Regions from separate parts of the Gossypium hirsutum genome. Here region 1 is linked to region 2. Evidence: chromatin contacts called from public Hi-C data. All regions are on one chromosome and are shown on one strand. The core of a region is the stretch at or near the end of the contact, and the rest is flanking DNA. Distances in the headings are between cores, read along the strand shown. Region 1 holds the start of LOC107886429 (histidine kinase 3). Region 2 holds the start of LOC107942777 (putative disease resistance protein RGA3).

Region 1 (6,043 bases), core at 3,483-5,982, 700 kb before region 2:
CACCATGTGTTCGGGAAATAGAAGGGCCCACTTGCATAAAAGGAGTAAAAACACGAGACTGTGCTTCTGGGGGATTCCTACTCCTGTATCTTCAACCGATACAATAAGATTAATGCTGTCAGAGAAAGGATGCATGGATCCTTCTTGACTGAAAGTTCTAAATCCTTTCCAGCTCTGGCATCTATCTGCAACAGGAAAACCGCTCAAAGTGTTCTTTGATGAAGATTCTGTCTCAACTTCTATAGAATCAATCACCTCCTCCACAAGATGAACTGTAACAAGGATGTGCCCTTTCTCAGTGAACTGCGACGACAAGTAAATTATAAGTTAATTGATACCAAAGCATAGTCCAGATAAAACTACACTAAATTTAAAGAAAAAAAAATCTCAAATCACAACAAGTTTTATATGCATTAAAGGAGAACCAACCACATACTTTTATTGAGTTTCCCATAAGATTGGTGATGATTTGTCTAAATCTCCCAGGATCACCAATTAGCATATCAGGGACTCTATCAGAGATGTAAACAGCCAACTGCACTCATCAACAAATTGATTTCTCATTAGACTCTTGGAAGAACACCATATGAAGGTTAAACTAGAAACATATGAGTGAGGAGAGGAGGTGGAGGGAATAGGATGAGTCGGTAAGATACAAGCATCTCACCTCTACTCCTTTGTCCTGAGACTTCCCAGAAAATAGTGACAACACATCATCCAAGATGGCTCGTAGATCAAACTGCACTTCCTCGAGCTCTAGCTTACCAGATTCAATCTTAGCCTGATCCAAAACTTCATTTATGAGAGCAACCAGTGCCTTCCCACTAGCTTGTGCAGTTCTGACATAATCTAGTTGCGTAACATCTAAATCCGTGTCCATAAGCATATCCAACATTCCTGCAGAAAGAAGCATCTCACTGTCAAGGCTACAAAAACTGTATTCTCTACTTTTAATTTAATTCTATAAAAAATAATCATAAAATGCTTGCAATAACTTCAGAGAAATAATAAGTTTTGAGACTCACCCAGAACACCATTCATTGGAGTTCTGATTTCATGGGAAACAGTAGCAAGAAACTGCAAAAAGGTCACACAAAAATTAGGACCAAATGTCCATAACAGGTTAATCGGCTTAAAGTATAAACCAGATCATATCATATACCTGAGATTTGGCAACATCAGCTGCCTCAGCCTGTTTTTTTAGCTCCATCATCTTATGGCAATCATCTTCCACCTTGGCAATTCGGTTAACAGTTGCATGAAATATATATCCAACAAGTAATGCAATTACAAGGATGCCAATCGAAGTAGTTATTGCTAACCATGGCCATGGTGGCTTTTGTTTAAACCTGTATGAAGACCAAGCTTAGTCCATGTCTACACAAGTTCTTTATCTTTGAAATGTTTTAAAGAACTTAGACCCTCTTAAAAATTGGCTTTATGCGTTATAGATATCGGTTGAAACTTAAATAATGGTCAACATGTCACTTGCTAAGGCCACTTTACTAAAATACTTTGTTTATAAGGAAATAGAAGAGGTTGGTCAAGAACCAACAATAGAGGTCCATATCAAAGAGAAGGTGAACTCCAGGGCCAAGATCAATAGATGATAAGAGATCTATGGATTACCTGCAGCGCATCTCATGCTTTCTGAAAGGATCTCCAAAATTAAGGTGGCTGACATGCTCCAACCCATCATTTGATGTATTAGAGCCATACATACTGATCGGGTAAGACTGATTAGTTGTGTCCAACACATTCACAAGGATTGTTTGTTTACTTGCAAGCTGTTGTAGCAGCTTCTCGACGAGTGACTCAATATCAAACACTCCACCAAGATACCTGGTTGTGCAATGATGGTATTAGGATAAGTTATCTTTTAACTATCATGAAAGATATCATCTTATCAGCACTGTTAAAGAGGAGCTTCACATCAAGGACCCCTGGTTGAAAAGAGATTGGCTTTTGTTTCCAAAGATGGATTCACATATATTTGCATAAAACAAGGAGACATTGATTAAATATTTGTGCCTACTTTTTTTTGTTTTTACTGAAAACATACCCGTCAGTTGCTTGAATCCTCTCATTATGAGCTGCATTTGAGGGAAGATCCCTCTTGTATACTGCAAATGTCAAAATAACTCCAAGACGATTTGTTTTGAGTAATCTAAAAGGAGCTGTGAGCACGCCTTTTCCTGATTTTCTTGCCCGCAATACATTCTCACGATCCTCCTGTTGATATGCAAGAGACTAAAGATTCACAACTGAAGATTGTAATGAACAGACTCAATATTATTTCTTGAAAAAGTCTCAAGCTCTTAAAAAATTGAAAACACTTGGTATTCTTTCAACCTAGGAAGTTATAAAGTTAGTTGGTTTAATCTTGCTATGCTTAATAAAAGTAAGGTTTCTCCTCTATGTTATTTTCTTTAAATCGGAATAGCATAACTTCCAGTGAATTTCATCACTATGGACCACGGCAACTGAAGGAATCACTAGAACCTTTTAGAAAATAGTAAAGAAACTCACCTTTCCAGACAGCACATCAATAGAAACCACATGTGAAACGCTATCCTGGGCAAAGATAACAGGAGCATATTCTTCCTGAATTGGCGACGGTTCCAAGAAGTCGGGATGATAGTCATCCTTATGAACTGGATTTTGTTCAAGGGTATCCATCCTCTTAATAGTCCAGCCCTGTTGCCTCTCAAATTGTTCCCTTTCAGAGTGGAGCACCCTTACAGCATATGCCACCCCACTTGTGAGGGGCCTCTCAAAAGCAGTTCGTTCTGTGTACCTCGCAAAAGTCCTCTACAGGTTCTTAGAGTGAGTTTCCTTTGTTGAATAAAACACAAGTGATCATAATTCATAACTTAGAACACACATATATCTCTTTGGTGTAATGTTAAATAACCACGCTTAACATACTGAAGGAGGAACATGTATCAAGTTGCCAAAATTCCAATTTGATCTAAAATTCAGGAGCAACCATTATAGTTGAAAATGTATAATCACAGGCAATCAATCACATCAAATGAGAAGCCAAGATTAACCTAGATCAATTTAATTGGCAATTAGATTGAATTTCATAGTAAATTTAAAAAAAAAAACAAAAAAAGAGCAACAAGATTTCACAGTTTGATTTGAGCACAAGGCAAAGAAGACACTAAACAATTCGCAATCAAGCACAAAAAAAATGCTAAGAAAAAGTTGGAAGAAGAGGATATGGATTACCTGATCAATAGCAGATGGGTATTTCCCATGGTGGAAAGTTGAGATCAAAATAGAGAGAGCCTGGATATGGTTCATGCTGACATTAAATTGATCCTGCAACATCCTAGCTCTCTCATCACACATGCTAGCGAGCATCTCCTTGCGCTTTTCGGTAGCTTGAGAGCTCATACAACAGAAGATCCAAATAGAAGCCAAGGTCCAACCAATTACCCATGAAAACAAGAGCTTTCTCCACCAAGACTTGCCAACTCTCTTGGAACCAATATACTGGTAGTACTGATGGTGGATCTTGAAGCTATACTTTGAGATTTCATCCCAACATTTGAACCACATCTTGCTACCACTATCACCAAGGAGACCAGCCTTGGGGTCCTTAAATTCACCATTAATGGACCAGTTCATTGAAATCATAGATGCTATCCAGCAACATAACATCCAAACCAGATGCCCCACCTTTAAACCAAACCCAAATACATGAAGCAAACTCATCCAAGAAACAGTGACCAATTACCAGCTAACTAAGCAAACAGTAACCCCCCCCCTTAGCCTGAAAGTGGGTCTTACCTGCTTGTTTATTCCAGCTAGAAAAGAGAGAGACCCATTGTCAAATCTATAGAAAACTGTCTAGTAAAATCCAACATCTCCAGAAAACCTCAAGAACCTTGGGATAAGAGAATAAAATATTTTAAAAAAAACCCAGCAAACTCCAAATTGACTACAAGACAGAAGGTGTTGTAACCGTGCGGGAAAGAAAAAAAACAAAAGATGCCATCTTATCCAGCACTACACCCTCTAATAACTGAGAAATGCAAGATATAGGACCTTGAATTGAGGAAGACCATGGAAATTTTTCAAAATTACCATAAAAGAAAAAGAGAAATAGAGAGAATGAAAGAATCCCTCTAGATTCTGAGTTTCAATTTTCTAACCACCACCCAAATCCCAGAACAAGAAAAAGACTAGGCCAAAATGTCCAGAAAACCAAAAGGGTTCCAAAACTGGATATCAAATCAATAAAAACTTAGCTAACATAATCTTCCCTCAAGCCAAAAGAATCTGACAGGAAATCCTTAAATTCCTAAAATCAAGCACCAAGACAGCAATTAAACATGTGGGTTTTATTGTTTGACCCCCCAGACCCAAACTTCACCTGTAACAACACCCTGTTGAGATCTATCAACAGAATTTTCGAGCTGATTTTTAGTACAAAGTAATCTTATTATTTACTAAAGATGACACTTTGCTGCTGTAGTTGAAGAGGGAAAAGAAGAACATAAGAAGAGTAGGACTAATGGACATCTACGATTGAGAGAATCTATGAAAGGAAGATGAGAAGAATATGGTTGTAGAAATGTCTGCTAGCATAGGCCATTATCTCTACCCATACCATTCACGACACCCCAACCCCCCCTAATTTAATAATACTACTACTATTTTCTCAACAAAAATAATATAAATTTAAATTCAATGCTTACAAATGTATTTAATTTAACATTTCATTTTCTACTACTATCACTGTTGCACTAATGCAACCTTATCTTATTCTTTCTTTTTTCCCCTTTTAATTTATTAACTAATTCAATTAATAAAAGTTGGAACCTCCCCCAGCATAAAATGAGAAAACCATATTTTTTATATTTAATTATCATTTATATAGTTGTAAAATAAAATAGTTTTACACAATTATATGATTAATATTATATCAATTCAATCGTCATATTCATTCTTCAATCATCTATGTTAAGTTCGGCACAAATTAAATTTTTTAACTATTTATTTTATGAAAAAAATTTCAAACAACTAAATATATATTAATATAGATAATATTTTAGATCAATATAATAAAAATATTGGTCGATTCAAAAGTTCACTTATATGACAAGAACAAATATATTGAAAAATCCAATGGTTAAATTCAGGGGCGAAGCCAGAATAAATATTTAGGGGGCCAGATAAAATTTTAATTTTTTATAGTTTATATCTTTATAATTTGTATAGGATTAAATCGAATTTTTATAATTTTAGGGGAGGCCAAAGTGTAATTTTACATTTATTAATTTAAATTTTTTAAAACATTTTAAGGGCTAAAAGAACAATTTACATTTTAGGGGGGGCGGGGCGCATGCCAACCCCTGACTTCGCCTCTGGTTAAATTGTTAAAATATCCATAAGAATAATTATGAAAAGATATAAAACTACCTTGTTTTATATATTTAAATCAATACTATTTTGCATCATCCATAAATAAATTAACCATTTAAAAGTATAATAAATAAATAAATAAATAGTTTTTAATTAACATCTTATGATTTATTGACAATGTGTTAGTTTATGTGCTATTCATAAAACAAATATAATTTTCTAAAAAAAATTAAAAATAATTTTTTTGAGTTTTTTTTTCCATTTGTATGTTTAAGGACGTTGAAAAATAATATATATTAAATTATGGTACATTCATAAGAATATATTATTAAAAATTTATATAAAAAATTAAATGAAAATTTAATTAAAATGATAAAGTCCAATATTTAAAATCCAATTCAATTAATTTGTGACACCAATTATATTAGAAATTTTAAGTATAACTAAAATATGACACTCATAATATAGATGAAAAAATATTATGTAACAAAATATACTTATTAAAAGTTTATGATGTTTTGGTTGAAACTTGAAATGCAAATTTTAAATTTATAGTGTTTTTTTTTGTTTAAATTTTATTGTGTATAAATTTTAATTGATTTATAAAATTCTAAATGGACAAAAATGCTCTCATTATAATATAACTTACTTTATAGAAAAGAAATGT
Region 2 (5,658 bases), core at 1,211-3,710:
AACTTACATGATTATTAACTTCTCGGCTCCAATCTAAAGTCAACACCTCAAGGTGTTGTTTCTCCTTCAAGTTTGCTTCCTTGCATTCTGCTGCAACATTTCTCAAATTTTCCAGCTTTGCTATCATTAGTTCTCCCCTCAGCTCATTTAGGTCTTTCAGTTCCCTTAGACCTCCACTGGCCATTTCGAAGGAACTCGTGCCTACTACAAATCGTGTTAATGTTTGAAGCGAAGTTAGCTGCCCAATCCCAGATGGCATATGTGTCAAACCAGTACATTGACCAGTTTCAAGATGCTTAAGACTAATCATGTTACTTAATTTTCTCGGAAGCTGTTCTAATCTCTTACAAGAATAGATTTTTAGTGTCTGCAAATTAAGCAACTCAGTAATGGAACTTGGGAGTTTTCTGATGACTTCATTCTTGGAGAGATCAAGATACCTCAAATGTTTCAACTTACCAATGATCCTCGGCAGGATGTTAAGCCCGGTATTGTGTAGATCCAATACACGCATAAGCCTAAAACTTGAAATGATTGCTTCATGATCAACCTTGTCCAAAACTACACGATGAATAGGTTGCATTGGAAGAAGAAATGTCCGTATTTTGTTTGCGTTGAGCAAAGTGGTTGGGATTTTCCAGGATGAATCTAATTCGGCACTCAATGACACATGACGAGTTCTTTCAGATATGTTTTCACAATCCAGATCTACCATGGAGCAGTCACTCCCTGCAATTAATTGAGCAAGGTCATGCATGAGGTCATGCAGTTTGCAACTTATTACATTGCCCCATTCATCATATTCCACATCTTGAAAAAAGGACCGCCTGAGGAGATCCATGAAATACTGGTCCCCCAATTCCTCGAGGCATTGAATTCCCTGCAATGATTGTATAAACCCTTCCGCAATCCAAAGTGAAATCAGCATTTGCCTGTTTATCTCATAGTCCTTAGGAAACAATGAACAGTAAGCAAAGCACTGTTTTAAATAGGATGGCAGTTGTTCATAGCTTAACTTCAGTACAGATAATACATCATCTTCGTTTCGAGTTACCATTGACAATTGCCTCTCTTTTAAAGAGAGCCACTCGGTTTCAGTATCTTTGGTATAAAGAACGCCACCTATGGTCCTTATCACGAGGGGATTACCGGCACATTTTTTGACAATATCCTTCCCAATTGCTACTAATCTTGAATCGTTTGGCTCTTTGCTTTCTTTAAATGCCACTTTTTCGAACAAGGACCACGACATGTCTTCTGGAAGGCCTTCCAACAGGTAAGGCTGGCTTGTGCCTGTAATGGAAGCAACCAGTTGAGCACGTGTAGTGACAATTATCTTACTCCCCCTTGCACCATTCATCAACAAATCTGCCAAATTCAGCCACCTCTCCCGACTATCATTCCACATATCGTCTAACACAAGTAAGTATTTCCGGCCATCGATCCTTTTACGAAGGTGAGTTTGCAAGGAATCCATCTCAAGACTTTCATACTTGGAACTAGTAGCAGACTCCAAAATCTTCCCAACTATCATTTTCACATCAAAAACATCGGAAACACACACCCACATCCTCAACTCAAAATGCTTCACAGTTCTCTCATCATTGTACGCTAGTTGAGCTAGAGTGGTCTTGCCTTGTCCCCCTATCCCAACTATTGGTATCACTGAAACATTGTCAACGCCATTACTCTCCAACAACCTTTTCATGATGGCATCTTTGTCACCTTGTCTCCCAACTACATCTTCCTTTCGGACAAACGAATGTGTCTGCTTCCTCTCAACATTTACAAGTGGTATGCTTATAGGGGATCGGTCCGTAAAGTGGTATTTAATTTTATCAGCAGCTATTGCATCTAATCTCTCCCTAATGGCCTCGATTTGATGACTTACCTTAAGATTGTAAGCTACTTGACTAACTTTTGAGAATAGAAAGCTTACCTGTTTTCCCCTTTTCCCCTGTTGACGTTTCAGAACATGAGTTGAAAAATCATCCAACAGGTCATCTGCATCATAAACTGCATCTTTAAGCTTTCCAAGCCAATCCCTAACCTCATGGCTCTTGGCATGCTGATCCTCTGCATCCAAAAGTACAGCTTTAATGGTGGAAACTGTGTTTTTCAGTTTCTCAAGCTGTTCTTTGGCACCCCACACCAATCCCATTTCCTGGAGGGCAAGGTTGCCTATCTTTCCCAGGATCCCATCAGCTATGTTGAACAAACCTGCTTCTGCCATTCTTCTCTTCTCGTAAAACACTAACAGCAGCAATGGTTAAAATGCAAACCTTTTGTTGATCTGGTAAGCAGTTTAGCCATAAATACAAAGGGTTGACATCAATTTCATTTTCAAATTAGATTAGCTGGCTATGTTATCAAGTCTAGTTTAATGATTAAAATAATCTATGAGGAGGATAACATGGAAAGTTCATAGCAAGTAAGAAACCCATTTTTAATTAGGCCCCAGATGGGTAAGACAACAACATGCTTGACCTTTATTTATGCTTTTAAGTGGTTGTGGAAAATACCCCACAATCCAGCCGTGTCAAAAGGGACAAACTCAATCTTAGAGATGACAACTACGAAATATGTGCATCAAAATGAAGGATTCCATTAAAATCGAATGAATCGATTACTACAGTAACAGGATGAAACTTCAATCATTAATACCGTGTTTGGTTGAAGGGAATAGAATAGCACTAATCATCCTCATTTTTTGTCCTTCCATAGGTGAGCGTTCGATCGAATCGAATGAAAAAATTTTCGAGTTAATGATTCATATTTTATCATCCTAACTCGGTTCAAAATTTTTTCGAATCGAGTCGAGTGAGATGGAATTCGAACCGAAGTTAAATTTGGGGAGAGAAATATTAAAAGGGGGGAGAATGGGTTTGGGGTAGAAGGGGGTGGGGTGGGATGGGAAGGGAGCAAAAATTATGGGGGAAAAGTGGGAGAAAGTAAAAGTTTTGGAAGGAAAGTGAAGAGATTTAGGAGTTTGGGGTAATAATGTAAATTATTATAGTTTGATATTCAGTTTATTAAAATTATTTGAGTTATTCAAATTCAAAAATCAAACTTGATTTGAACTCGAAATTCGAAAAAAATTCGAGTTTACTCGAATAACTCAATTAATTCAAATAACTAGATTCATTTAACTCGAAATTCGAATTTTTTATTTTTTATTTGTTTGAGTTGAATCGAATTTTGCTCACCCCTAATTGTATGACCAAAGAATGACTATTTCATGCAATCTTGAATAACAAAACAAATTTAATTTCCACATTACTCCTTTAAAGCTTGTACTCATAAAATATAAAAACAAAATATTTGAGATATTTTAACATAGTTTAATAAAATATTTTATTTCAAAATATAATTTAAAATAAAATATTTTAATTTAATTTAATAAAAATAATTATATTAATAATATTTTTTATTTTTTTATTTTTATTAAATTATATTTAATAATAATTATATTAAATAATAATTATATTAAATTATGATTAAATTATAATAAAAAAAAACTCTTTTAAGGTTACTTTGATCATTTCAATTTTTTTCCTTATGCTATTATAACATTTATTCTATTCAATCAAATACAAGAATATTAGTATAGTTCTATTTTATTCTACTCAACTAAACAATTGAATTATTAATTATAACTCTATTTCATTACAGTCCTATTCTATTCCAGTGAACTAAATGTATCGTAAATTTCTTACAAAATGACATTATTGTTTTAATCTCCATTTTGAAAATAATTATTTTAATGCAACCCATATGTTTGCTTTGCCAAAATAGATCTTACTTTTTTTTTTCTTAAAGTTTTTTTATTTTTTAGTTAAACTACATCCAACTAACATAAAGAATTTGCAACCCATGTGTTTTTAAGTTTTTATATTTAATGCAACCCATGTGTTTTGGACATTGAAAAAGAATTTGTAAAATGGGGCACCGTGTTTACATATTTTTATCATTTTACTCAACCGCCATTAATTTGTCATTATATACATGTCTTAGGGTGAGTTTAGATGGGCGGTACTTTTAGTTGCGGTTAGTGTAAAAACAGCGGTGGCGGTGAGATTAGATACTGTAGTGATACTGTAACGTGAGACAAAAAATAAGCCAAACGCACCTCACCGCAGTCAATCGCCCATCCAAACGAAGCCTTAGTCAACTAATTTTAGTACTTTTTTTCATTTTGGTCTCTCAATTTATTCTTTAGAATTAATTTTCTTTATTCTTTTTAAAAAAATAAAAAATAAAATAAATGATCAAAATGAAAATTTATTAAGATTGCATGACTAAAATGAGCGTACGTAATAACAGATTAACAATGGGTGACTAAAATGATCAAAATATATAGTAACATCGCAAACTTTATTTTAGTGTCCAAAATGAAAACTTATGAAAATTAGGTGACGAAATGTGGAATTTACCCTTTATTTTCTAAATTTAACTATATATATATATATATTTTTTTTTTTGGCTTAATGCTCAACTTCGCCTCCTAACTATGTCTATTTTTTTACTTTGGCTTAAATTTTTTTTGTCCCAGATTGATAGTTAAATTATTATTCCGTTGCCCAATTCAACCAATTATTTTCTAACAGTGTTAAAAAATTTTATTGCCAAATGACATTAATAAAAATGTCACATGGCACCTTTAAACCAATCAAATAATATGCCATGTGACACTTATGTTTATTTAAAATAAAATATTAACCAGTCATTTACTACCATTGACTGACTTTAATTGTCAACGTAGCGCTAATGGAACGTGTCATGTTACCCTTCTTTTTTTTAAATATTATATAATATATTGTTAAAAATGTAAAAGATCATATATAATATAAAATTTTTAAATTTTTTAAAAAAGTTTAAAAATAAAATAAAATTTTAAAATATATAAATTTAAATTTTAGAAAAATCAAAATATTATATAAAAATTGAAAATTTGTCATAAATTTATTTTTTTTCAAAAAAATCTAAATTCTAAAATTAATATATATATTTCTAAACATTTAAAACTATATATTTGACGAAATTTGTCTATTTTGGAAATTTAGATATATATATTTGAAAATTTAAAATTTAGAGTTTTTTGAAAAAATAAAATTTATGACAAAATTTTTAGAATATATATATTTTTGAAAATTTAAGTTTTCTTTTGAAATTTTTTAAAAGTTGAATGCATTTATATAATTTTATAAAAATTTTCAATTTTTATATAATGTTTTGATTTTAATATATATTTGTATATTTTAGATTTTTTAAAACTTTTTTGATTTATTTTATATATTATATATGATTTTTTTATATTTTAAAAAATATATTATATATAATATTAAAAAGAAAGGTGATGTGGCGTGTTTTAACAGTGTCACGTGAACAATTAAAGTCGATCAATCGTGAGTTGATGTTTTTATTTTAAATAAGTCTAAGTGTTTCGTGACACATTATGATTGATTAAAAGCTGTTATTCTTATTGGCATAATGTGGTAATTCGTTTTTTTAACATTGTTAGAAAAATAAATTAAACTAAATAGCGGAATGATAGTTTAAGTACCAATTTAAAATAAAAAAATTTAAGTAGCAAAGTGAGAATAAGCATAATTCGAAGGCTAAATTGAGCATTAAACCTTTTTTAAAATACAAATTATT

What was found. A called contact is a pair of places that touch in the nucleus more often than the background predicts.
Region 1: a Hi-C map of leaf shows a contact between it and region 2, with 2.5 times the contacts expected there. The contact joins the promoter of LOC107886429 here to the promoter of LOC107942777 in region 2. A contact is called at or near these places in 4 of 34 Hi-C or Micro-C datasets (callus and leaf).

What each region holds. Positions count from the first base shown.
Region 1 is chrA03:76,406,642-76,412,684 of Gossypium_hirsutum_v2.1, reverse strand. It overlaps LOC107886429 (histidine kinase 3), which reads right to left and starts at 4,732. Exons shown (of 12, transcript XM_016810386.2): 1 at 3,235-4,732; 2 at 2,530-2,811; 3 at 2,063-2,232; 4 at 1,630-1,842; 5 at 1,163-1,349; 6 at 1,026-1,077; 7 at 668-897; 8 at 437-535; 9 at 72-303; 10 at 1-69. The coding sequence starts at 3,723.
Region 2 is chrA03:75,703,069-75,708,726 of Gossypium_hirsutum_v2.1, reverse strand. LOC107942777 (putative disease resistance protein RGA3) reads right to left here and starts at 2,460. Exons shown (of 1, transcript XM_016876495.2): 1 at 1-2,460. The coding sequence starts at 2,233.